Regions from separate parts of the Mus musculus genome. Here region 2 is linked to region 1. A link is a contact called in public Hi-C data. All regions are on one chromosome and are shown on one strand. Each heading gives the region's core, a stretch centred on a gene start, on an enhancer-like site or on the middle of the called end of the contact. The rest is flanking DNA. Distances are from core to core; before and after follow the strand shown.

The links. Hi-C and Micro-C count contacts between places; a contact is called where the count stands out from the background.
Region 2: a Hi-C map of uterus shows a contact between it and region 1. The contact joins two enhancer-like sites.

Annotation. Positions count from the first base shown.
Region 1 is chr5:73,878,913-73,884,643 of GRCm38.p6, forward strand. No RefSeq gene overlaps it. Among named protein-coding and RNA genes, the nearest start is that of 1700019F05Rik, 31 kb to the right of the region's middle. Within about 2 kb of position 3,384, at least 28 of the 459 cell types and tissues checked have an H3K27ac peak or open chromatin away from gene starts, as enhancers often do. A contact at or near this core is called in uterus, where this site is marked.
Region 2 is chr5:74,790,840-74,796,727 of GRCm38.p6, forward strand. No RefSeq gene overlaps it. Among named protein-coding and RNA genes, the nearest start is that of Lnx1, 91 kb to the left of the region's middle. Within about 2 kb of position 2,747, at least 196 of the 459 cell types and tissues checked have an H3K27ac peak or open chromatin away from gene starts, as enhancers often do. A contact at or near this core is called in uterus, where this site is marked.

The sequences.
Region 1 (5,731 bases), core at 2,134-4,633:
TCCCTTTACAGCCATCTTTATGTTGCCTGGCCCATGGTAGGATCTAAACACTGTACTGACTGTGAATGTACGAGGGCATGCCTTGGCTATATATGTTCATTTTCTCCCATGAAAAATCTCACCAAAGAAACACATATCTTTTGAGCCATGATTCCACAGCAGAGTGATTTAAAGCTTAGTAACAATATTGGGAAAGGTGAATAAAATTTAATTATGTAGAAAGTACAACAATGACACAATTATGTCAGCAAAAAGTGTTTTTAGTTCAACAAGAAGTCCATATGTCAAATTTTAAACTACTGTTGCTTCAAACATTTGGATCATTGTCTGAAATCTTTAGTTAAAGGGAAAGATTTATACGATAAGAAAAGAAACCAGAGTATCATTGTCTTATCAAATGCAATACATTGTATCTCAAAACAAATGATTTCCAAATTATTTTCATACTTTGAATTTAATTTATATGTCTTGTAACAATGTAGTCAGAGCATAACTTTTTGTTCCATAGTATAGATACAACTAAAGCCACACAGTCTCTGAGAACCTGCGTTCAGAATCTTACCCTCATCATGTAACAGTGGGGGCCGTGATGTAGGTCTCATCTCTCTATGTCTAGCTTTCCTCATCTCTTTTTAAAGACATAGCTATATTGTGTGGGTGAATGATGCTTTATTTTATGTGTATGAGCATGCCTGCGTGTATGTATGTATGTATGCATACCAAGTGCATGCCTGAGGTCAAAGAGAGCACCAGATCCCTGGAACTGGAGTTAGTGATGACTACCGTGTTGGTTCTGGGAACTGAATTCAGCTTCTCTGCAGAAGCAACGCGTGCTCTTCACTGCTAAGCCATCTCTCCGGTCCATCTTCATCTCTTCTTTCTTTTTCTTTTTTAACATTTAGGGTTAAAGATTTATTCTTCCTCACTCCGCTCTTATGTGGCCATTGGATTAATAGAAGGTATTGCGATTCTTTAGTGGATTGACTCAACTGTCACAAGTATCAGTATGCTGGGCTGCCGTAATAAAATACCAAGCAGACCTAATGTTTAAGCAACCAAACTTAGTTTTCTCACAGTTTTAAGTATTGGAAGTCCAGGATCTAGGTGCGAGCTGTATGCATCAGGTGGAGGTTCTCCCAATGTATCGCAAATGGTCAGAGAGCACGGACGCTGAGTGTTTTCTAATAGTTGGATCAGGGTTGTGCCTTTGCGGTTCTCACTTAAGTTTTAATTACTTCATTAGGAAGCTAACCTTCATACACTGGAATTATGGCTTCAGGTCATGAATTCTGGAGAAACGCATTGAGCTCGCAGCAGAGCATATCAAGCAGTTAGCTGGCCTATGTATGTGATCATTAAGTGTGCACTGGGTCTTTTTAAGCCACTTTGTTCATGGATTTGTGTGAAGGGGCTCTCAGACGTAGACTATGATTACCACAGTAAGTAGAAACTATAGGGAACTATGTAAAGACCAGGCATGGCTTCTGCCTGGCTCAAAGAAGGTCCAGGAAACCAACTGGGGAAGGTCCCTCTGCTGTGGGGTCATCACTCAGAATGCTGAGGCACTCTTGCATTGGAAAACCAGCCCTACCCATGTTCCTCGGATCTGTGCCCTAGATATTTATTGCCTCTTCCTAATGCAGTCTTAAATTTGTCTCAGTCTATATATACTAAAACATCAGGAGCTGAAGTAAGGGATGGGTGTTGGGTGATTAAGGAGCACGTGAGGCAGCAAACCTGAATGGAGCAGAGCATTTAACTGTGAGGAGGAAACTAAAGGGAAGGCGGGGCATGTGTAGGCACTGAAGGAGATGGGGATAGAAGAGAATAAGCTGCTTGCAGATGTACCTAGACTGGGAGGACATCTTGCTTGGGTGTCTCCATCTTTCTTTGACTTGGCTTCAACTTTATAGATGAAGAAACTTCATTTTGTCTTCTCTCCAAGAATGGGTCACAGTTTTGAAAGGTCTGGGAGAATAACTGTAATTAATCAGACAGGCTATTTACTTTTAATGATGAATAGGTTGTCCTTATGTCCTGAGTATGACTTCCTTAGGAAGCTAACCTTCATATACTGGAATCACAGCTTCAGGCCATGAATTCTGGAGAAACACACTGAGTTCACAGCAGAGCATATCAGGCAGTTAGCTGGCCTGTGTACTTGACTTTCTGCGACTCTGCTCTCCTGGCACGTCTTGCTGATGGCCTTGAGAAATTCAGATTGCTTTGGGTTGTCAGAGCATTAACTCAGATGATGGGGCAATGCTGTAGAAAGTGACTCACAGAGAACAGTTCTTGCTTCCTCTCTGCTTACCTGGGTTTCCTGCGCTGTTCTTGCTTTGTCTCTCAGGAGGGAAAAAAGGATAACCTAAAAAATGCAGGACACTGAAGCTGTTGAAAAGCTAACTCACTCTCCTAGAGGTCAGACCAGACATGAGATTCCTAAATCAGACTCTACCAAAGACTTTGTAAAGAGAGAACAGAAAGAACTCCTGTATATTTGCATATATGCTACCCAGCAAATATGCTGGTGAGTATTTTTAAATAGTCTACGATATTTAATCTTCACAATAACATCTTCTAATCCTCTAAATTTCAAATGAGGAAATTAAATTCAGAGACATTATTGGTGACCCAGGCAAGACCACACATCTGGTCAGAATTTGAAAGCCGGTCTAACCATGAAATGTAATTGTCGGAGACTTCTGAGAACAAAGATAAATAAATATTAAGAACCCATTGCCATCCTGAGAATTCAGTAGTTGGAGGATGTATAGATGTTAAAGAGTTATTTGAATTCTAACAGATAGATACTGGTAACCAATTCAAATAATTACTGTAGTCTTAAAGTTTCTTTTATTTGAACTGAGATGGAATAGAAACCTCAGTGCTCATAATAGCAAGACATAGGTCAGTTGGGACTTAAAGTTTCTTAATAATGTGGGCTGTGTCCAGTACTAAAACTCAGGGGTGGGACTGACTGAATCAAACTAGATGGCCCCTAATTAAAACCAAATGTAAGTCTTTGACAAACACAATTAGTACAAGTTGCACTCAATAGAAGGACAGATCATCATGGCTGTGTGAGGGCAAACATCTGGATGTGCAGCCGGGTGAGAGGCCGAGCTGAGTCACCCATGTTTGGACAGCTGGATCATATCATATTTAGGGCAATATCTCCTCACCCCTACACTCTTGCTTCCCACCAAACAAAAATAATTTACTTCTCCAAAGCAGCTCCAGGTCACCTGACCCCTGCTGGTACACAGAGTTGAGACCAGAGGCTCCACTTTGTCAGGCTGCTGACCTGCAGTCTGGGGACTACTGGGGTTCCAAAGGAAGCTGGACGCCTTCCAAGTTGCAGCATTCGTGAGGTTTTGGCAGTGACTGTCTCTCTTGGTCTACGAAAGGACAAACACATGTCATCCTGGTGCTGTTCTAATTCTTCCTGCTCTGACTCAGAGAAGCCAGCAAGGTTAGATGACCTGAAGGAGTATCTGTCTTATCGATAAGGTCTTGCCCTGTTGCCCGGGCTGTTAAATCATTTCAGGTCTGACTACTGGAAAGGTGCTTAGCTTACCACCACACCCCAAATGAGGTGGTTCTGTTTTGTTTTGTTTTGTTTTAATTTACAACAATTGAAGCTCCCTGTTTAAAGTGACATTCTAGAATGTCCTTGTTTTCCTTATGCTTTACTTGATCCCTGTTTGTTTAGTTTGTTGCAACAGTAGGAAGTAGGAAAGAGATACAAAGTGTCTTTTTCTGATTGTATATTTCATATACAGGCTTGACTGTGGGGTTGTTTATTAGCGTTTTCAATGTAGTGTTGATCATTATAAAGAGTGAATAGAAATGAATAAAATATCTCATAAGAGACTGATTAAATAAATCATAAATCCATAACTACAAACTATCAAAAACTGAACTTACAGAGAAATCTTGAATAGCATATTAAGTGTTCACAATAAAACTATGAAGACCTCAATGGGAAAAAGGAATGTTCTAGAGAGATAAAATGGAAAGGGGGGATGTTGTGGTGTGGATATGGTTTGCATGTGCCCATCAAGGCTTGGTGTGTTGACATTTCTCCATTATAGATATTGCCTAATAATTACAAGGGCGGTGACTTATTCCAGCTACCTGTTGGGAAGGGTTCTTTGGGAAGAGAATAGAACATCAGCATTACTGGTGCCTTTCTATAGAGGGGAGGTGAGACCAGAAGAGACAGACAGTAATAGATATGCACTCCCTTGTGTTGGGCATGCTCTGCCCTGGGCTTCCTTAGGACTCTGCCAGCAAGGTGACAATCCTGAGATCTGGGCCCTTGAAATTCTAGAATTGTGAACTAAGTAGATGTATCTCTTTATAAGGTTACTGTAGTGGTTTGAGTAGAAATGTCCCCTTTAGGCTCCTAGATTTGATGCTGGTCACCAGAGAGTGGCACTATTAGGATATATGGCCTAGATGGAGGAAGTGTGTCACTTGGGGTGGGCTTTGAGTTTCAAAGACTCAAGCCAGGCCCAGTGTCTTCTCTTCCTGCTGCATGCAAATCTGGATGGAGAACTCTTAGCCACTCTCCTGTGTGCCACCAATGCCCCCCACCATGATGACAATGGACTAAACCTCTCGAGCTGTAAGTCAGCCCCAATTAATTAAATGTTCTCCTTCATAAGAGTTGCGGTGGTCACAGTGTCTCTTCAGAGCAATAGAACCCTGCCTAAGACAATTCTCAGTTCCAGAGCTTTTACAATGATACTGAGCAATGGGATACTAACAGGAGACCCAGAGGAGAGATGGAAAAATCATGAAATGGCAGGCAGAAAAAATTAGATGTGACCAGATATTTTGGTGGGAAGCACTGTTAAGTTCCCAGTAAGAAGCTAAGATATGTGTGTATATATATATATATATATATATATATATATATATATATATATACACATATACGTGTATATATACACACACATATATGTGTATATATACATATATATCACATACTTATATATTTATATACATATATTTTATGTACATACTGTATATATATTCACACACACATAGATAGATAGATAGATAGATAGATGATAGAAACTTTAGCTATGTTAGCCTTACTCCCAAGTTTAACAAGTTTGTGTATGTGTATATATACATGTATGATATACGCAGATATAAAATATATATGTGTGTATATATACACATACATATACACATATTCATACATACATATGCACGCTCTGGGCACTGGAAGTAAGAATGACTGAACAGAATTAAGGAGGATGGTGGGACCTCGTTCCAGCACTAGAGGCCTGAGTGGTAAAAACCTGGTCTAGCAGCGCAGGAGTAGGGGTGGTGGCAAGAGAAGTGAGATGTTGGCATGGATCAGTAGTGCTGATGTAAGGTGATGGTGAGCTTGTCCCAGTGATGAAAGTAAGGACAGGTACCAGTGGAAGAAAGGAAGGAAGAAAGGGCCTCTGCATTTGCTTAGAGCAGCACTGGTCTACCTCCCTGGCCATATTTAGCTTCTTTCAGTGATCCTAAACAAAAAGGAAACTTTAGCCGTGTTAGCCCCACCCCCCAAGTTTTAGCTTATTTGTGTATTTCTGTACTCTTATTTTTTCAGTCTTCACTTTCCAACTCAAAGATTTCTGTTATTAAAGGGAGACATTTTTAGAGGCTCATTTATTATTACAAATAAAAAGTGGCATGTTATTTGTCATAAACTGAAAAGTTAAAA
Region 2 (5,888 bases), core at 1,497-3,996, 910 kb after region 1:
CATGGGTGACACATTCTTTTCTGCAGAGGCAGAGTATTCTGTATGAGTATATGAGATGCTGTGTGAGTGTAGCTAAGTTTACTTATCTGTTTCACTTTGGTGGGACATTGAGTTGCTTCCTGTTCCGAGATGCTGAGAGTGAGGCAGTAGCCTCTGCCACCGGCTGAGGCAGTGGGGCGTTCTGACAGTGCTATCCTCTGTGTGTATCCACACATCTGTATTTCCCCCTCCAAGGCACAAAGAGGATCATGGAGCAGGGACTAGAAAGAATGTAAGTCAGAAGATGAGGAAGAGTGCTGCGAAGCCCAATCTTCAGGATGACATGGCCACTGTACTCATAAACTTGTAGCCATGGTTACCTGCCCACTGAGGGCCCATCAGTGGTCCATCATTTGTAAGGGAGGGAGGCCTCCTCATGAGGCCTAGCCTTCCTTGAGGAGTTCTTGGCAGCTAACAGGGTATCAGGGGAGGGGAGGGGAGGGGATTTTCCTCCTGGCCACAGGTAGGTCGTCCAGACTTTAGGAAATAGTATTCCTATCCAAGCTCATGTAAACAATGCTGATTAAAATCAGTAAGTTGTGAGTGGGGACGGGGAGGAAGAACAGAAAAAATGTCAGGAAAGTAGGAGAGGGACTGGGTGGAAGGAATATGGAGTTCAGCAAGAGGGGACAAGAAAGAATGGGGGAGAGTGAATTTAGTCAAAATACATTATATATAGATAGATATAAATATAGATAGCTATAGATATGCATACACATACGTAATTGTCACACACAGACATACAAAGAGTTCATGACAAAATACACAGTACCTACATTATCTGGATTTTTAGAAAGCTACAGTCTTCATGCCCTTGAGAAGGCCTGAAACAAAGAAAATTAGTGTATATTATAATATGTACGGTAACCCACTGTGTCTGCTCTGCCTTCATGGGGTCAATCAAACACAGACAACAATGTTTATGAAAAACAACCGCATCTGTCCTAAACATGTACACTCCTGTTTTCCTGGTCATTTTCCCCTAAGCAATAACTGCAGCTACTCACAGCACTTACATTGATTTGTGTGAAACAAGTAATCAGGAGATTGCGTGGGTTTTATGCAAACACTATCCATCTCACAGAAGGTACTCGAGCATCCTTGCATCTCAGTATCCACTGGGTACTGGAGCCAATCGCAGGAGGACACCAAGAAACAGTCCTGTTTATATGCTTTTCAGGTAAAGACAATTCCAGACCGCAAGGATCAGGTGCAGGTCGTGATTCAGATCTGTGCTCTCAGAATACAGAACAGAATCTTTTGTCTAGCATGCCAGACCTGTCATGAAAGCTGTTCAAGTAAGAGATCGGGCGGGCACTGTGAAGCAGGGGGAGGCTGACAAGTGGCCAGGACACCCGGGGGTCAGGAAGCAACTCCCTGGAGCATAGTCCCTGCGGTACCATCTCCTCTAGCTTCATGGCTACTTACAAGCTATCCTGACCCTAGAAAGGGATCTAAGGAGAAAGCTACTGCGCTGAGCCTAGGAGGCAGCAAACAGCTTTGGGAGAGGAGCCACAACAGCAGGGAAGCAGTGCCAAGAACAACAGGAAGCTCGAAGCCACGCCCCTGCTCGTTGAGCGAGCGCAGGCCTGGAAGCCTGGGTTATTTGCTCCAAAGAGCCTTGAGCAGATGTTACATAAACAAAACCTCCACTGACTCCAATTCTGGGTCTGGCCTAAAATAGCCCCGGGGCTAGACTCTGTCATTCCTAGTGGTTCCCCATGTGTGCAAACTACTGCCCTCATTGAACCATGTTGGTGGACACACTGCAGCCTCCTCAAGGGACAGCTTCCCCTAGGACCAAAAGCAAGGCTCCTTGACTGCCCGTGGTGGCCCAGACACAAGGCGTCCCTCTAAGATCTCTGGTGGCTGCTGGCTCCTCTCTCCAGGAGGCAGGAAGTTGGGGGAGGAATGTTTAAAAAGTCTCCCCCCACCGCTTTCTTCCCCCTCTTCTTTCTCCTCCATCTTCCCTTTTCCCCCTCTCTTCTCCTCTTCCTCCTCTCCATCCTTCCCCTCCCCATCTTTCACCCCTCCTCTTTCCCCACTTCTCTCTCTCCTACTCCTTTGTATAATGTGGAGAAACCCGAAGCAGAAGCAAGCTTTCCAGGTTACCGCGGGTGCAGGCGGTAGTAGAGTTCCTTCTTGGGGCTTTTATTTGCAATTGATTTAAGACTGTCGCTGTGCTCCCGACTGACTTTGTGCTTGTACAAGTTTCCCAGACCTGTTTGGGTTTCAGCTCCTTTGTGCTACATACAGAAAACCAGTCCAGTGTGAACATCTGGAGGCTTGAACATCTGTGCCCCAGCAAGGGGTCACTCCAGCGTTACCACTACTTCAGCATGGGTCCCTGGAAACTGTTAATCATCTTTTTCTCCTTGGCCGCTTGCCTCTCTCTAGAATCTTACAAGCAAATCTTAAAGCAAAGCAAAAAACAATAAAGCAATGTCTATGATTCAAAAATACTGGTGCCAGATACTTGCTATATGTTTAGTACTATAGAAAGTATCCGATGTGTTTCCTTTTGTTTAATTTTCACTGAACAGTCCTATGAAATTTGAAGTTATTACCTCCAGGAGACAGATAATGACAGGTTAGAAAAAATAACGATAGGACTTGCCAGAATTTCTACAGGGGTGGGACAGGGCCCAGAGCTGGCAGGGACTGACTGTGTCAGAGAACATCTGCCAGGCCTCATAGCTCCTCCTCTTGGTTTTCTTTCTGCTCAAAGTCCAAGCTACTCTATCTTTTGCCCTTCTAATTAAACACAGCAACCAGTGTTCATCCTAACATGGTCTCTGAGACCCAATCGGCCAACATGCTATTGACATCAGGAAAAAAAAAAAAAAAAGGTATGACGCATACGGAGGAAGTGTTGAGATTATATTTTTTTTTTCAGTACTTGTACTTTGAAAGAGGTCTTTGTGTTTCTCTGGGTTAGAGCCTCCCAGATGTAGTTGTTAGCCCCGAGCCTAAGTTCTAAGCCCCCTAGAGGAAGGCTGAAACCATATGTAGACAAGAAGAGGCCTATAAGAGGCCAGTACTCAGGCTAGGGCCAGTGCCAGCTGCAGGGAGCAGGGAGGGCTCATGTCACTTGGGAACTCTTAGCTTCCTGAAGATTTTAGTTCTGACCCCAATTGTCTCTTGAGTCTGGGACCCTCAGGGATTTCTGTTCTAGGATGGTACACTCTTCCCCTTAGAACTAAGGCAACTTTACCGTTAGACAGAATCAAATGGCATATATATGGTGGGACTGGGTGGACCTATATGTTAGAACTTTAGGTGCCAGGACCAGAATACCTAAGGGAAACATTTAAATGGGAGGATTCTTTTGGCTCACGGTTTCAAAGGGCTCAGTCCATGGTTACTTGGTTCTGTGGAGAAACGTGGGTCATGGTGGTACCATCATGTATGTCTAACCAGAAAGCAGAAGTGACAAGGGATCTGGGGACTTGTCATAGCTCTCACGAGCATACCCATTTTGACCCACTTCTTCCATATAGGTTCTACTTCCTAAGGCTTCTAGAACCTACCAGAATAGCACTACCAGTTGGGGTCTAAGCCTTCAGTGCATGAACCTCTTTTGGGGGGGGGGGGGCGACACTTCATGCTCAAACTCTCGCATCCTACCTGTATGGAGCTTTTATTCCTTATTCATCCAAACATCCCTAACAGTCCTGAGATATCTGCTATGTGCCGAATTCTAAAATAGTGGCTATGGTCCCTGACTTTCCAGAGCTGGAAATCTAGAGCAGGGGATGAAGAGAAAGCAGCTGTTGCAAAGGCTGGGGCAGATGCAGCAAGGAGTTTTGGAAACACAACTGAAGCTCTGCTTTGGTCTGGGTGCTGAGCACTGGGGTTTATCTGTGTTGTGGCTGAGGGAAGGGGCATGAATATATACACAGTGGTTTCCCAGGAGAGATTGCCCCACGCTCTCTCTTCTCTGGAAACCCCGGGTGCCCAAGATTTGAGCTACGGTACTGAATACTATGCCTGGCCTCCCCCACCGCCCTTTACTCATGTCTCCCCAAGAGAGCAGGCATGATTTATCTGACTGGGGAGTCAGGAGGAGTTCAGAAGGGGAAACTGGGACAGGGTGACTCAGCTGCTTTTCTGGGGTGGGTCACTCCCTTCTGAGCCTGAGTGTAGTTTCTAGAAGATGGCTGTTGCCAGAAGGTGCTGACCATGTAGCTGTGGGAGTGAGTTCAGGATGGGGGAGAGAGAGATTGTACTAAGCCCATTTGGCTACATTCTACAACCTAGCCATCATTAGTATTTCCTGTTTTGGTCTCCTTTTGCCTGATGCTTGTGGTAAGGAAGAAGGTAAGCAGACTCCTTTGAATTGTAACACAGATGACACTTAAGTATGGTTCATAAGTGAATGGTGGGCATGTGGTCACCACTCTGGCCTGACTGACAGGAATGTACATCCCATCTCTAAGACTTGAATGACTGACCTGGAGATCGGTAGGGTCGCCTTGCCCCTCCCCTACCTCTGCAGCTCCCTTCTGCCCTAGCACTGCAGTAACACAACAGGAGAATGCAGGACGAAAGAAATGAGTCTGAATGGTTCTGTTCAGGTGTGGACTGGTTCCACATGGTCACCAGCTTTCTTTGGTCCAAGCCTGGAAGCTCACCTTATCTCTAGAGAAGACTCTCAGGATAGCTGCCTTCCTTCTCTTCTAAGACACCTTCCATTCAGAAGGCTCCTTAGGAAATGTGTTCTGGCTGGCCTGCCTCAGACACCGTTACCCTCTCACACATGTCAGCTTCCCATAGAGGTGAATTTTGGGTTGTATTTGTTCCTAGAAGATGCTGAAACTCTATCATCCTGAACCTCCTGGGTCAGGGCTGCTGCTTCTTTTTCTTCAGTGATGGATGACCTAGAAGCAGAGGGGTAAGGGACCACCCAGAAAGGATTTGCAAAATCCCAGAGAGCCCCCACCGAAACACCCCTAGTGGTCTCATTTCAGACACTTTACTTGACTCATTAATTCTATCAGCCAGTTTCTTAGTTGGTAACTAGTGATTTTTTATAGTTGAATATATATATATTCAACTAAATATATCATATCATATATATATACATATATATGTATATATATATATATGGCACATGCGGTATTAGGTTTCATTATAACATTTAAAAAAATAAGTTCTCATGTGGCTAGATTTGAACTAACAGATATTGGCTGCCCCTGACTCCTGAGTGTTAGGATTAAAAGCCTTCACCACCACGCCTGGCATCATTGTGGCATTGTCAAAACAATTGTTCATGTGTTTTGTTTTGTTTTAAATTTTGTTGTTTCCCTCTTCTTGCCCATTGCCTGACTTCCCTTGCACCCGTCCACCCACTCCCCATAACCCGCTTCTGCTTTTCTGTCTCCTGCCTTCTGCTGCCTTCTGCTCCATCCTTCCTCAGCACCTTCCCCCTGCTTCTCTCCTCTCTTTCATCTACTTTCTATCCACACTCAGCCTCACTTATACACACACAGAAACATCATAAGCTAGGATCTGGGGGTCGGGGGGGGGGAGGGAAGGAGGGAGGGAGGGAGGGAGGGAGGGAGTGAGGGCACATGTGATTTTGTCTTTCTGACTCTTTTACCTCACTTAAGGTAATACTTTCCAGGTCCATCTATTTTCTCCCAAGTTCTGACACAGAAAGCATTAAATGCAGTAGTAGCCCGGCAGAGGGAGCTGTTTCACAAATTCCACAAGCTGGGGGCCAATGGACCATCAACCAGGCAGGTGGTCCTGTGTTCGCTTTGGAAACTCCGACTGTTAACAGTGTAGCTGGCTGTTCAAGCTCTGAGTCAGGCCAAAGCTTATACAAGGTATCATTCTGGGGTTTG